Regions from separate parts of the Mus musculus genome. Here regions 1, 2, 3 and 4 are each linked to region 5. The links are chromatin contacts, called in public Hi-C and HiChIP or PLAC-seq maps. All regions are on one chromosome and are shown on one strand. The core of a region is the stretch at or near the end of the contact, and the rest is flanking DNA. Distances in the headings are between cores, read along the strand shown. Region 1 has its middle 55 kb from the start of Gm34628. Region 2 has its middle 59 kb from the start of Gm34628. Region 3 overlaps Gm34687 (a long non-coding RNA gene). Region 4 overlaps Gm34687 (a long non-coding RNA gene). Region 5 has its middle 150 kb from the start of Gm12511.

What was found. Hi-C and Micro-C count contacts between places; a contact is called where the count stands out from the background. HiChIP or PLAC-seq counts read pairs in DNA pulled down with a chosen protein or histone mark.
Region 1: a FOXA1 HiChIP or PLAC-seq map of pancreatic cancer cells shows a contact between it and region 5. The contact joins two enhancer-like sites. A contact is called at or near these places in 4 of 115 datasets of contacts at active chromatin or transcription factors (embryonic stem cells, extraembryonic endoderm stem cells, pancreatic cancer cells and 1 more).
Region 2: a contact with region 5 is called in a FOXA1 HiChIP or PLAC-seq map of pancreatic cancer cells. The contact joins two enhancer-like sites.
Region 3: a contact with region 5 is called in a Hi-C map of uterus. The contact joins two enhancer-like sites. A contact is called at or near these places in 3 of 39 promoter capture datasets (the 3T3-L1 cell line and cranial neural crest), 4 of 484 Hi-C or Micro-C datasets (the C2C12 cell line, the HL-1 cell line, muscle stem cells and 1 more) and 3 of 115 datasets of contacts at active chromatin or transcription factors (embryonic stem cells, fibro-adipogenic progenitors and stem cell-derived neural progenitor cells).
Region 4: a contact with region 5 is called in a Hi-C map of uterus, with 5 times the contacts expected there. The contact joins two enhancer-like sites. A contact is called at or near these places in 1 of 484 Hi-C or Micro-C datasets (uterus) and 2 of 115 datasets of contacts at active chromatin or transcription factors (astrocytes and embryonic stem cells).

What each region holds. Positions count from the first base shown.
Region 1 is chr4:56,531,958-56,534,657 of GRCm38.p6, reverse strand. No RefSeq gene overlaps it. Among named protein-coding and RNA genes, the nearest start is that of Gm34628, 55 kb to the right of the region's middle. Within about 2 kb of position 1,312, at least 71 of the 459 cell types and tissues checked have an H3K27ac peak or open chromatin away from gene starts, as enhancers often do. A contact at or near this core is called in pancreatic cancer cells, where this site is marked.
Region 2 is chr4:56,417,981-56,420,680 of GRCm38.p6, reverse strand. No RefSeq gene overlaps it. Among named protein-coding and RNA genes, the nearest start is that of Gm34628, 59 kb to the left of the region's middle. Within about 2 kb of position 1,375, at least 28 of the 459 cell types and tissues checked have an H3K27ac peak or open chromatin away from gene starts, as enhancers often do. A contact at or near this core is called in pancreatic cancer cells, where this site is marked.
Region 3 is chr4:56,681,112-56,683,811 of GRCm38.p6, reverse strand. All of the region lies in intron 5 of Gm34687 (a long non-coding RNA gene), which reads left to right. Among named protein-coding and RNA genes, the nearest start is that of Gm26144, 3.4 kb to the right of the region's middle. Within about 2 kb of position 1,436, at least 1 of the 459 cell types and tissues checked has an H3K27ac peak or open chromatin away from gene starts, as enhancers often do. A contact at or near this core is called in uterus, where this site is marked.
Region 4 is chr4:56,643,338-56,646,037 of GRCm38.p6, reverse strand. All of the region lies in intron 6 of Gm34687 (a long non-coding RNA gene), which reads left to right. Among named protein-coding and RNA genes, the nearest start is that of Gm26144, 34 kb to the left of the region's middle. Within about 2 kb of position 1,262, at least 130 of the 459 cell types and tissues checked have an H3K27ac peak or open chromatin away from gene starts, as enhancers often do. A contact at or near this core is called in astrocytes and uterus, where this site is marked.
Region 5 is chr4:55,721,246-55,723,945 of GRCm38.p6, reverse strand. No RefSeq gene overlaps it. Among named protein-coding and RNA genes, the nearest start is that of Gm12511, 150 kb to the right of the region's middle. Within about 2 kb of position 1,420, at least 70 of the 459 cell types and tissues checked have an H3K27ac peak or open chromatin away from gene starts, as enhancers often do. A contact at or near this core is called in astrocytes, pancreatic cancer cells and uterus, where this site is marked.

The DNA of each region.
Region 1 (2,700 bases), core at 63-2,562, 810 kb before region 5:
GTGGACAGAAGAAGAGGTATACGTTGTAGCATGGGGAGCTAGGAGAAAAGGCAGCTTCCTAGGTGCGGAGGAGACTAGAGTTGGATAATCCTGAGGGTGGATGAGAATTTTTCTGCATTTGCAAAGGTCACTAGTGACTTTTAGGGACCCACATCTCAGCCTCATGAGGAAGACATGAAGTCTTTTCAGAGCTCAAAGGTGAGTCACAGTTGAGAAACAGCCGTGGCTGTGGGGTCCACTGAGAAATATACAATGTTATCAGAAGGAGACAGTATCTCTTAGGGGCTGAGGGTATTTCTGGAGTGTTTGCAGTGGGGAGGATGTGAGTCAGGAGATGGATGAGGGAGAGTAGCTAGCTTGGGTGAAGCAATGTCTTCATCCATGGGCTCTTTGCTTTCCATGCAAGTGCTTTAGGGTGGGTTTCTTCATCCTTGTCTGACCCGTGAGTGTGAGTAACTCTACCTCTGAGAGTGCTAACTGAGGAGCCAGGCTTGTTTCTGACTGGTGAGCTAGTTGCTCCAATTCGGGAATCTGCACTCAGAGCTTAGAGCCACAGGGACATGGGTACTACTTAGCAATGATTGACCCTCTGAGTGAGAGAGGAGATAAACAGGTGTGTGCGTGCGTGCGTGCGTGCGTGCGTGCGTGTGTGTGTGTGTGTGTGTGTGTATATATATATATATATATATATATATATATATATATATAGAGAGAGAGAGAGATTGATTATCAAAGCAGCTTCAGGCCTCCTAGGTTTGATCTGGACCTGGGCATCAGGCCAGTGCAGCTTGTCAAACCAGGTTCTGTGGGACTGTGCCCAGGGCTGCTGAGAACACATAGCTCTGATCGGTGTGTACAGGCTTGTTTGACTTGAGCTGGGTTTTGCTTTCCATCAGAGGGACACCTGAACCTCCCCTGTAGGTAGTAACTCAGGCTCCGTCCCTATTGCTCTTGTTTGCTTTGGTTACTCAGTGCAGGAAGCCTCTGTCTCCGTGAATGGATCCTTTCTGAGTGCTGAGAGCATTCTTGGCAGAAGGAAGCGTTTCCACTTCTATGGTGGTGGCTACCCCTATGGAGGACCTGCTCTAGGTCTCACGTTCTGCCAGGGACTTTGTGTGCCTCTGACTCACAAGCACGCTGGCCAGGTGACTGCCACCACATGCGTGAGGACTCTGTGGCTGTGTGAGGGTCACTGAGCTGCCCAGGGTCATACAATCCTGGGGTTTTTGTTGTGTCTTCCTTCTCTTAGTTGCCTCTTACTCATCACCGTGACCCGACTCACCAACATGTGTCCATGTATCCAGTGCCAGACAGCCTGCACCTTGGCCCACATGCCCCATTATGGGGCCCCATGACTTAACCCTCTATTGTTTCTTTTAGAACAGAGGCTGTACATAAAAATAGCAATAAAACTCTTTACAATTCACCTCCCAGCCTTCGCTCTCTGCTCAGACCATCTGCTTCTTAGTGCCCTAGAGGGAATGATCGGAGGGTGAGTCTGACCACGTCACTTCGGAATTTCAAAGCTCTCGGTGGCTGGTCCGTAGCTGCTGGACAGAGGCCAGACCTCTTCCTTTGGCACACAGAGCATCCCTTCATGACTTGGCTCCTGCTCATTTCCCGAGCATCACCTTTCACAATTCCTGCCTCCAGACCACTTATGTTTCTGAGCATGACACTGAATAGCTTCCTATACTCCTTGGCCCTACTTTGCTTATGACGTTCCTGTGACCCGGCTTTCCCTTATCCATTTCCTTATTTGGTGAACTCTCAAAAGAGAACCTTTTCTGTTACATGATTTCCAAACTGCCCAGGTGGAATCAGTTCTGGAACATTCCTCATGGAATTTTCCTTGGTTATCTTTCTGACTTCCATAGAGTTCGTGGGCAGATCATCAAAGTCTATACACCTTGCTGTCCTGGAGGCCAGCTCTGGGCTCAGTGTGCAGCTGGCACCAGTCAATGGGCTTTTGGTGCAACTCTGCATTTCCAGAGATGCCATAGAGCTAGTTTAGTGACCTCAGAGGCTGGTGGGGGTCACTTAAGGTCATATTTTCACCACAATGTTCAGATTGGAACTAGCTGGAGAAGTTGGGTGAAGGGTCAAAGTCCATCTCAATTTGTAGCTGGACCAGGCTCACCTTACATACAAAGAAGAATAACACCCTTTTCTGTTTTCCTACCTCTAAAGGTGCCTGATGGGCTGGTGAGAAATTCTCACACAGGAATATTTTGTGGTCCTGCAAAGAAAGAGATCAGGTGCTTAATGATATAACTTTAATTAGGGACTCTCTTAATTTAGAATCAATTTCTGTTCTCATCACCATCCCCTTCCTTCCCCTACCAAAGGTGCCATGGCATTTGTACACGAAATCTACTAGTCTCTCTCTGTATTTCAAGTAGCTACTTCCTAAATTTGGATTAAATTGAAAAACTCTATCTTTATGGGATGGAAAATGTTGCCATGTCCTGTTTAGGGATAAGGGGACTCAGGTTTAATTACATTTTTGACAACCATATCCTGTGTGTGTGTATGCATACATGTATGATTTATTTAAACAAAGTCCCATTATATAGCCCCAGCTTTCTTCAAACTTGTTCTTCTCCTGCTTGAGCCTCCCCAGTGCAGGGATTAGAGGCACCATCTTCCATGCCTGAATTGTATCTTCTTTTAGAATAAAGCATCCTGCAGCTTTCCACA
Region 2 (2,700 bases), core at 126-2,625, 700 kb before region 5:
CCAGTAGTTCATTCTTCCACATCCAGAATAGACTGTAATGGCACAGGCACCTATAAAATTTGCTACACTCAGTGCAGAATAGATAGAAATGGCACATGCATGTATACAGTTTGCTACACTCAGTGCAGTGCAACATGCTGGTTTGGATCCTGGAACAGCACACCATTGGTGGGAAACCTAATGAAAGCAGAACAAAGCATCAAAGTTCAGTTTTTCCATTGTCAGGGCTGTACTATGGAAAGGCGAGGTGCTAGCACCAGGAGAAACTGAGAAAGACACTCTTTCCTGTGACCTGAAAATAATTCTGAAACAAGTGTTTGTTAAAATGCTTTTCTGAGAGGATTTTCTCTGCAGTTCTACTTGAAAAAGAAAAAATGGAAAGCAACTTGGCTACCCAATTTTGATGCCTCACTGATGAGATAGCAAGTCAGCTCGCTCAGTGGTGGTTTTCGAATCATATTTAATATAAGAAGATACTTACAATAGTTTAAGTAAAGTAGAGATGTTTAGAATATTATATTATTAAAATTGGTGCTCATAGAAAATTAAAGAGTGTTCTGAGATAATAGGATGAATGGAGAATTTTTTTTAATTGTGAATATCTGTTACTTTCTGGCTTACAACTATAGACAAGGAAGTTAGCTAAGGCTTCCTCATCTGAAAATGAAGAAAGGATGATTAAAATTTATAATATTTTGAGCTCATCTATACATGTATCAACATACAGGTATAGGAATATATATAAAACCTTGAATATGTGTGTGCTTGCCAGTCCCCACCGCCATGAACCTTGTGTTGGTTTGACAGTACATTCTTTAGTTTAATTTCTATTTGTAAAATCATCAGTCAGATTGCCCTGACACAGGCTTGCTAGTGACAGACTGAGCTCTGAGAATCAAGCTCAGATGTCCACATATAAACTGTTAGCTTTGAGTAAGGTGAGGTCTCCCCAAGGGATCGGAATGACTCACACGCTTACATTAGTCCTGACCACAAGTAAACTTGGCATTCACAATCTCCATTTAGAATCTGTCCATCAGGATGGAGTTGCTAGAGAGAGGATTTGGTGAGAAGAGAGTGACCAGGGACCCGCCTCCCTGTCATCTCAGCAGTTTCATGTCTGGCACTTTATCAGGTTGACCTCAGTTTTCCTTTTGCTCTAGTGAGTTGTCTCAGAATGGGACAAAGAGCATTAGCCAGTTAACCTGTCTGGTATCATTAAACATGAGCTCACCTGGTTATTTCCCTAGCTCTGATCAAGACCCACAACAGAGGCTCCACTGACTTGGCTTTGCACACTGCTTGTCCAAGGCTGGTCAGGCTGACACAGCATCCATTGTCTTGACAATGGCTTTCCTCACTGGGAGTGAGCAGATTTGACAACTCCTCTGATGAATGTCCACATGTGTTAGTAAGTGAGTCAACGGTCTGGGTCTAGGCAAATCTATAACTCTGACAAGGAAGATTTTTATGAGCCTAAAGATGGAAGGCACAGACTGTAGACCCTGCTAATTGCTCCAGATAATGACTCCCTTCAGACCTTGTTGGGTCTTTTCTTTCTTCTGACTGCTCCAAGTATCATTTTCCCTAGAATGTGTGGCAGACTCATTTGCTTTATGGTATCCACCCTGTCCATTCATATCGTATTGAGAAGGCCTGGCTAGTCCCTCGGTAATGTAGCTGAGCATCCAAAAGGAGTGAGCTTTTCAGCATTATGGTCAAAATACTGGCATGTGAGGACCCTGTGCCCTGGCCCTCTAGGGCTGACTAATTCCTAGGTCTTGAGACTGCTGGTGATCCTTCATGTCTACTGTTCATCAGGGCTTGCTGTAGCTGGCAAATCATGAGGATTTGAGTCAGCAATTTTGTTTAAAACCTTTTGGGCTAATTATCTAGGTGACCTTGCATGAATCAGCTTTTGGATCCCATTAACAATAAAATTAAAGCTAACAATACTTACCACACAGTATGGCTATGAATTTAGTCACTAAATTTTTTTTTTTTACCATACGTGTTATTACTCCTCATGAATCATAATTCAGATGTGTGTCTATGTGTGCTATGATATTTCTGAAATGTGAAAAGATTAGAGGATTTTTTGTTGTTCTAAAAAGTGGAAATGTAGTCTAACTGGCTAGTATGTAGTGTGTATGTAATACATCCATTTTAAAGATTTATTTTAAATGTGTATTATGTGTGTGTGGTTGTGGTTACGTACTCCTGAGGCAAGGTCTTGTGTAGGCCAGAGAGGACATGAGTTTCCTCAGAGTTGGACTTATAGACAGCTGTGAGCTGCCCAGCATGGAGGGTTCTCTGTAAGAACAGTAGGCTTTTTTTTTTCAATTTTTAAAATTAAATTATTTTATTTATTTACATTCCAAATGTTGCCCCCTTTCCTAGTTCTCCCTCCCAGAGTTCTTCACTTTATCCCCCCTCCCCTATGCCTCTGAGAGGGTGCTCCCCCACCCTCCCACACCTCACCCCTCCCGCCAGCATCCCCCCTTCTCTGGGGCATCAAGTCTCTATAGGATTAGGTGCATCCTCTCCCACCGAGGACAGGCTGTGGATCCATTCCTCCAGCTCCTACTCCAGTTTTTAAAGAGCTGACAAGTTATAGTGCCTCCCAACTGTACAATTGAATATATAACTAATATTAAGACTACAATTACTTGTTTTTGTGCTAAATACTGTGCATCCAAA
Region 3 (2,700 bases), core at 187-2,686, 960 kb before region 5:
CTGCCTGTCTTTGGGGAGGATTGTGAGTGGGGGAGTGCTTGAAACACAGCACACAGCCCAGGTGAGTTACTCTGGTGGACATCTTCATGTGACCATCTCTGCTGGCAGTAAAGATTGGCACAATGCCATACAACAGCTTCATGGTGACCCAGCGTGTGTCTCTAGGCTTGGCCCTGGCTTTTAGTTTCATTTATAAGTCCTTCCCCCCACAATGGAGCATAGGAACCTGTCCTAAAAATGCCATCTCCAGTGTGAGCTGTGCAGGCTGAGGCTGCCAACCTGGTAGGCAGGGCATGGATGACATTCTAGGGAGGTATACCCAGCAGCAGTTTTGACAAAGTAGGGTTTCAGGGGCTTAGAGTTGCAGCTGGTATACAGTAGGAGCTCAATCATTGCTTCCTAGCAAACTGTGGCATGCTGAAGTGTAACAGGAATCCTGGAGTTTATGAGCCTAGGACCACAAACAATTGGAAGTGAAGACAGGATGAGCTGTGCTGGTGGTCTGGGAAGACAGGAGACACCCCCAAAACTTTATGGGTTTTTTCCCTCCAGCCAGCAGGCTTTGTGGTGTGTGTGTGTGTGTGTATGTGTGTGTGTGTGTGTGTGTGTGTGTGTGTGTGTGTGTGTGTGTGAAGAGAAACTGTGGCAGTCACCCTGAGCTTAGTCTTATCCCTTGGGTCACGTGGTCAGCCATGATGGCGAGACTTATGATGTCTTTGCCTCTCTCATCTTCAGTCCTTGCTCTTCCTTCTTCTCGGGACACATGGCCTAAGACACCACCACCACCACCACCACCACCTCCTCCTCCTCCTCCTCCTCCTCCTCCTTCTCCTTTTTCTTCTTCTAGATTTATTTATTTATTTATTTATTTATTTATTTATTTATTTATGTGTATACACGGTAGCTGTCTTCAGACACACCAGAAGAGGGCATCGGATCCCATTACAGATGGTTGTGAGCCAACATGTGTTTGCTGGGAATTGAACTCAGGACCTCTGAAAGAGCAGTCAGTGCTCTTAACCGCTGAGTCATCTCTCCAGCCCTGCTAAGACACTTCTGAAACACAGGTCATGTCAGCATTTGCAGGTCTCACCCTTGTTCTTCTCCAGGGCTACCTGGACTGGAGAGTTCACTCTGAGCAAGATAGTCATCAGTGGTGCATATGCACTAAGCCACCCGTGACATGTGCAAAGTGTCTGTTTTCTTATCCCCCACCATGAATGGATGGCCAACTCGGATGTTCATAGCCCAGACGTTTCAAAGGATCCTTAATGAAAATAACACACAAATTCACTTAGGCTCAATTTTGTTTTTGGAAGCTCATGGACAATTTTATTAGAGTCTCAGAGAAAAACAACAACAGGGCAGGCATGCTTTAAGTCTCAGCAGCTGCTGGGGGAGAGACGGGGAGAAGGGAGGACGAGAGAAAGTCATGCTTATGAGTTAGGCATGAAGGTTAGCAAAATGGCGGCAGGCCAAGCATCTGTGTAGGGAAAGAGCAGGGTGCTCTGGAGGAAGGGAAGCCCCAAGTGTCAGAGGCTTTGGCCTATATCATAAGGAAAGAGAAAAGAAAAAAGAAAAAGGAAAAAGAAAAAGGGAAAACTTGTGCTTTTCTGAGTTAGTACCCAGACTGGTGGACAGATCCACAGTTCTGTAAGCCACCGCTAGGCTCAGCTTTTAATGGGGGTGGGGGTGAGTGGGGTGTGGGGTGTCTGTGGGTTCTGCCATGTGAGGACCAGCCATGCAAACCTGCACATGAGTATAAAACAAGGCCCCAGTGGGCAGAGATGGAACAGTCCTGGAGACAGGGCAACATCTGCGGCAATGTCCCCAGTGTACAGGGGGGCCTGACCACACATTTAAGCAAAGCAACACGAGATGCAGTCATGGTAGCATTGAATTCTTCTCCTTCGCCATCACAGGCATTGAACCCAGTGCTTTGTGCATACTAACCATTTGCTCTACCACTGAGCTACACTGCCATTCCCACAACTGTGTGTTAGTAAGCACTTGTCTCCCTCAGAGTTAATAATCTGCCACGTCCAACATGGCCTAGTGTGGAAACGTGAATGGGCTGCCCTCTTCTGGTGTGTCTGAAGACAGCTACAGTGTACACAAATAAATAAGTAAGTAAATAAATAGATTTTTTTTTTTTTTTTTAGAAGAAGAAGTGTCTTAGGCCATGTGTCCCGAGAAGAAGGAAGAGTGAGGGATGGAGATGAGAGACACAGGGTCACTGAAAAGCTTCTATCAGACAGGCTGTGTGAACCTTAGTGGAACTGTGTCAATAACACAACTGCACTCTGGGACCTCGGTTTTTATTATGCCCAGCATAGGGCGTGGGGCTAGCTGGACTATAGGAGGTTTCTGTAGGCGAGCAGTCCCAGGCTGTAAACACACAGCAGGAGGAAGCTGTAGTTACTAGCTTCTGCACACACTGCAGGCATTTGCACTCAGACCAGAGGCAGGCCTTGCCATCCTCTGAGTCACCGGGCTTATGAACTGGGGATAGGGGAAGTGGGCACATGCAGGCTCCTGCTCGCTAGCAAAGGTTTCCTTTCTGATTCAGTCATTGTCTCTTCACCCGACCGCCTCCTAAGCTCTGCAGTTTGATCTTCTGAGGGTCTGACTGTCAGTTGGTACCGTACTTTTCTGAGTGACTGAAAACCCATTTAAAGAGTCCTTGCCTGTGCCTGTATT
Region 4 (2,700 bases), core at 13-2,512, 920 kb before region 5:
CACTCTGTAGACCAGGATGGCCTTGGACTCAGAAATCTGCCTGCCTCTGCCTCCCAAGTGCTGGGATTAAAGGCGTGCGCCAACTACCACCCGGCTATTATTATTATTTAAAGTCAAAATATAATTATGTAATTTCTCCCTTCCTTTCCCTCTCTTTAATCCCTACCATGTTTTCCTCTGGTTCCCTTTCAAATTCATGGGCTCTTTTCTCATAATTGTCATTGTTACACATACACACTCACACAGACACACAGACACACATACACAGACACACAGACACACAGACACACAGACACACAGACACACAGACACACAGACACACACACACACACACACACACACACACCCAACATAACTTGCTCAGCCTGTTTAATATTACTATTTGTGTGTGACTACATTACAGTACATGTGGGGAGGTCAGAAGACAATGTGTGGGAATTGATTCTCCATTTCTACCATGTGGCTCCTGGGATTCAAACACAGGTCATGAGGCTTGGTAGCTCTACCTTTAGCTGATGGTCTTTCCCTCTGGCTCACATCTTGTATTTTAAATTCACTCAGTGATCCTATGAGGTAGACTCATTATACACCTAGAAAAATTGGAACTCCACAGAGACTATGTTTTGATTTAGGCTTTTATAGCCAGAGAAACGTAATAGCTGCCAAGGAGTAGGTACACAGCGATTACACCTCTGCACAGGATACTATCTCTGTGCTAAAGTTAGAGAAACAAACTGTGGCAAAACACTCACAACCAAAGGTTACACCGTGTCATAGTTCAAGGAAGACTGTGGTTTCTTGAGAGACTCAGTGAATCACTGGACTTGGGATTGGATAGCTCTGTGGGTTCCAAATGGCTTCTGCCCTTGACCAGAACTGGCTAGTCCAAAGGTACACAGCTGACCACAGGGCATTCAGACTGGTGTCTACCCAGCCACTTACTCCATTCTCCATGCAGATCTGGAGTGAGATGTAGCAACTGGCATCTGCCAGTCTTGGGCCCTTGATCTGCTGATGGAATAGAGTGGAGAAGGGAATTAAAGCAGGATTCCTTGTGTACTTTGTTGTATTAGAATGTACCTCTCTGAGACTCTTATAGGAGAAGAGAAGGAAATAGGCTTTGAAAAGAGGAATTGGATTTATGGTGCATCCCAGGGTCTCTACGATTTTGCCCAGTGACCTTGGAGTGAGGAAACCCAAGACAGCTGTGACTTGGCAGCCAATGGGCCTAGATCCAGGGATTTTGGCTTCACTCGGCTGTAGGGGTGGAACAAAAGGAGGGGGAGGCTTGTGTTTCACGCTTGCATCAGGCATTTGGAGAGGATCACTATCCTCCAAAGAGATGAAGATGAATTCTGTGTTGCCTTGGTGACATAAAGGAAAATTATCAGATCTACTTCGAATGTGAGTATTTCACAGCCGTCATTAAATTTTTGTCTGAATTTTGCCAGGAAGGCTAGAGATGCACATATCTGGGGTTTAAAACAAATTCATCATGTTTCTTAAGCAGTCGTAACAGTCTCCCTCCCTAAAAACTGTGATGGGTGGGGGAAGCGGCTCAGAGACAGCAATGACTTCAAGCTGAGCAAAAAGATTCCCTCCTTGAGTTCTTGGCTCGAATCATGCATCCACCCTGAGAAATGTACTTTGTCCGCTCGCAAGTTATTTTTCTCCATCTTCTACGAGGCTGGAGCTGGCAACTCTGTTTATTGTGCACTGAGGGATTAAGTTGCTCCTCTGTGCAGCACAATCGTCATTCAACACCAGCTCAGGAAAGCAGGAATTGGTGTTTTGATTGCTGTTACCATGGTGACCAGTGGCCTGTTAGTTTGATGACCAGCAATGCTTTAAGTAACTGTGCTGAGGACTCCGGTCTGACGGGCATGGTTTCTTCTTCCCGTTACCTCACTTCTTGCGTGTGGCAAGTAGCTCACGTCACGGTTTTAACATGCCCAGACACACTCAGGGAAGGGCAGGAACGAGCAGAGGACGTCATTCTCAGAGGCTGGATGCTGCTGTTGCTTGGTTAGGATATCCTGTGAGGCCAAACAAACCCTGTCCCTGCCATTACAGCTTCTCCTGGGACGAATCATAGACCTTTTTTCTTCTGTCTTCTGCATAGGGTCTAACCTCTCTTAACTCAGAATGCAGCCATAGGCTCTTGGAGGTCTTCATTTGGTGCCACACTTATATTCCAACTAAACATTTGGTCTCCTAGACCTTTTTCAAAGTTTGAGCCTTAGTCCCACCTAGGATCTGGTAGCCTCCGGGGAAGTCTCTTATTCCTACATGTGTCACATGGTGGCAGGTGCTCTGGCTGCCTTCCAAATGTCTCTTCTGCCATCCTCTGTCCTTTATGGCACAGAGAATGTTTGTTCCCCTTGGGGCCTTGCCTTGAGCTGAGTGTGTGCCTCCAGTAGCTATGCTTTGCTTAATTTTTTTTTTTTTTTAGCTCAACCCTCCTCAGCATCTCTATGATCCACAATTCCTCTTTTCCCAGCCCAGAATATTCTCTGCTTCTCACAGGCCTGGTTGGAAACCAGCTCTGGATTTCTGGGTTTTCTAGCAGTGTGAGATATAGATTTTTCTTCTTCTTCTTCTTCTTCTTCTTCTTTTTTTTTTTTTTTTTTTTTTTTTTTTTGTTTGTGCCATAGCTAAAGGAGACATATGTCAGGTCCCCTTTTGAAGGAAAATGACCTG
Region 5 (2,700 bases), core at 171-2,670:
AAATGGTAGTATTGCTACTGTCTACAGAGGTCAACCCTGGGGATGCACGCATCACCATGAGCAAGAGGATTATGGGAACGCTGAGACCAAACCATTGTCTAGCTGCTCTGGGCAGGGGAGGCTTGAGCATAAAATGCAGGGAGTTCTAGCAACCTGATCTCTCCTATGCTTGCCTCTTTTGTCCTATGAGCACCCGATCCTATTGATTGCATTTCCTTGAGGGGTACATCTTGCCATGGCTGGAAGTACTAGGGGGGAAACCCTAGAGGCTAATTTGAGAGAGAGAGAGAGAGAGAGAGAGAGAGAGAGAGAGAGAGAGAGAGAATTATGGCGCTCTCTCTCTCACTCTGTGTGTGTGTGTGTGTGTGTGTGTGTGTGTGTGTGTGTGTGTGTGTGTTCTCATTTACAGACACACTTCTAAATTAGAAGCTGGCTTTTGCCTCTGCTGTGGCAAGACAACCCTAAACCTGCTGCCAGGGCTTTAAGATGGAATACAAATACTCCCCTCCAATCTCTTCAGAGAAAACAAGAGCCAACAGCTTGCCCCAGGCATCTAGCCAGGCTCCTTTCAATGCAGGATGGGCACATGGGAGCTGTTCAGCAATCCCTCCTCTCCTTCTGCAAACACTCCCATGGCCAGCTGCAGGGCAGGCCCATAAGCAGAGTTGGTCCCTGAGCGGATGCTCAGATCCACATCTCACTCAGGGTCTGGCCCAGGGCCCCTCACCTCAGGCCAACAGCAGCTAGTCATCTGGAAAGGACTCCAGTCATCCACTGGACAGGGAGGGGATCACTAAAATGGGGTAGGATGCTGACCTCACACCCTGCAGGCAGGCCTCAGGGAACTCACCTTGCACTGCTGTGACTATAGACACACACTTGCCACCAACTTGTCTATATAGCTCATTGTGCTTTTCTTTATGGGATTCTTTTTCATAAAATCAATAGTGATCTATTTGAGGGACATTTCAAAGACATACAAGTTATTCTTCTAGTCAATTCCACAGCTCAAATCTCTAGCTCCTAATAAAAAAAATCCATGCTCAATAAATGGTGAACAAAAGGGCAGAGGAGAAGGAAAAGAGGGAGGAGAGAGGAGCTCTTTGGGGTGGGGGAGGTCTAATTTGTCCTTCTGTATTCAGGTGGCCTTTTCCTCCAAATCTACCTCAGACTGGTGGTAGCCTTAAAGTGTGTGTGTTTTTTTTTAATGACTTTCGTAACTTCCATGGTAATGACTTAGCACAGTCGGGGCCACTTCATGTCCAGCAGAGCAGTACAGCCCACGTGCTGTCACTTACATCGCCAACTACTCTATGTCATCACTATGCCTCAGGATTTCTCAGTCTCAGCCCTGGGGACACAGGAGCCAAGGACTGGCAGGGCCATCCCGTGGTCGTCATTCAGCACTCACCAGCAACTCTGACCTCTTCCCGCTCCCTATATGGCCTTCTCAGAGTTGTGACAACCAAAGAATTCTTCCAGGCATTACTAAGTGTTCCCTGCGGCTCAACATTGCTTCATTTCAAATCTCTCTGTTAATTCCAAATACTAGGAAACTGAGGCAGATCAGTTAAGCCAAGCGAGTTGCCCACTGTTATATATGTGGGAATTCCTCCCAAACCTGCCTGGTTCTATTGATTTTTACCAGACCACCTTTCTGTCAAAAGCCAGGACTAGCTGCCCAGGGGACCTTTGTTGGGACGCACTACAGGCTCACCCCCTATCCCTGCTGCTATATCACAGTTCAAACAACTTGAGATCCCTGGCATGCAAGCAGAGCCTCCCCAGCAGTGTGGCTGAGCGAAAGGCCAAGCAGCTTGGAAAACATTTACTCATGCTCTGGCCAGGCCTGGAGACATTGCCAGTGATAAATCATATCTCTTAATTATCTGCGATCCTGAGGCCAGCCAAGATTTCCCTCTGGTGACAAATATTTGCTACAAGACACACACACCCCAATTCCCCCCAGAGGAGAAGCAGCTTAAAGAGAGGTCTGAGCTGGCTTCCTGTCAACCCTCCTCCTGTCCACCCATCCCTCAGGAGCTGGGTCCCTGCCTGGGCATGCCTCTTTTTGAAATTCCCAGCTTTCTGTTGGGGTTTTAGCATTGTGTGCTCTTGGAACAGTTCCCAAATTAGAGAGTCACTTGCTTATGCTAATCAGGGACGAAACAGGAAATAGAAGGGCATAGGGTCTGGGTTCAAGTCAACTTGGGACAGGAAAAGCATCTCCTCTTGGTCAGAGCCCTCCTCAGTATAAGGCTACGGCCCTGGCTTGTCGGCTCCTACACCTGCTAGTCTGTCTAGGGCTCTCTAGAGTCTTATTGCTATCCACTCCTCCCAATGGCCACAGTCATGCTGAACCTACTGAAAAGCTTTTAAACATGATGGCATATATTACTGCTTTCCTCTCTTCACTGACCAGAAAACACCTATTCACGATCTGAAATCTGCTGTAAATAAATGCCCCAGCCCCACCCCAGATCCCGTGTGTTTCCCTATCCCCCTGTGCCTCTGCAGCTTGCACCAACAGCAGTTTAACCTGATGTCCACTGACTTGAAGTGGATATTCAAACCATTTTCTCCCAGGATCTTCCTTCTCACAAAGCTTGGTTTTCGTTGACCCGACGATGTGTAGCTTGCTTGGGTGTTCTCCGAAGAGCCTACAAAGAGCTTTTTGATGCTCAGAGCCCCTAGCCCCAC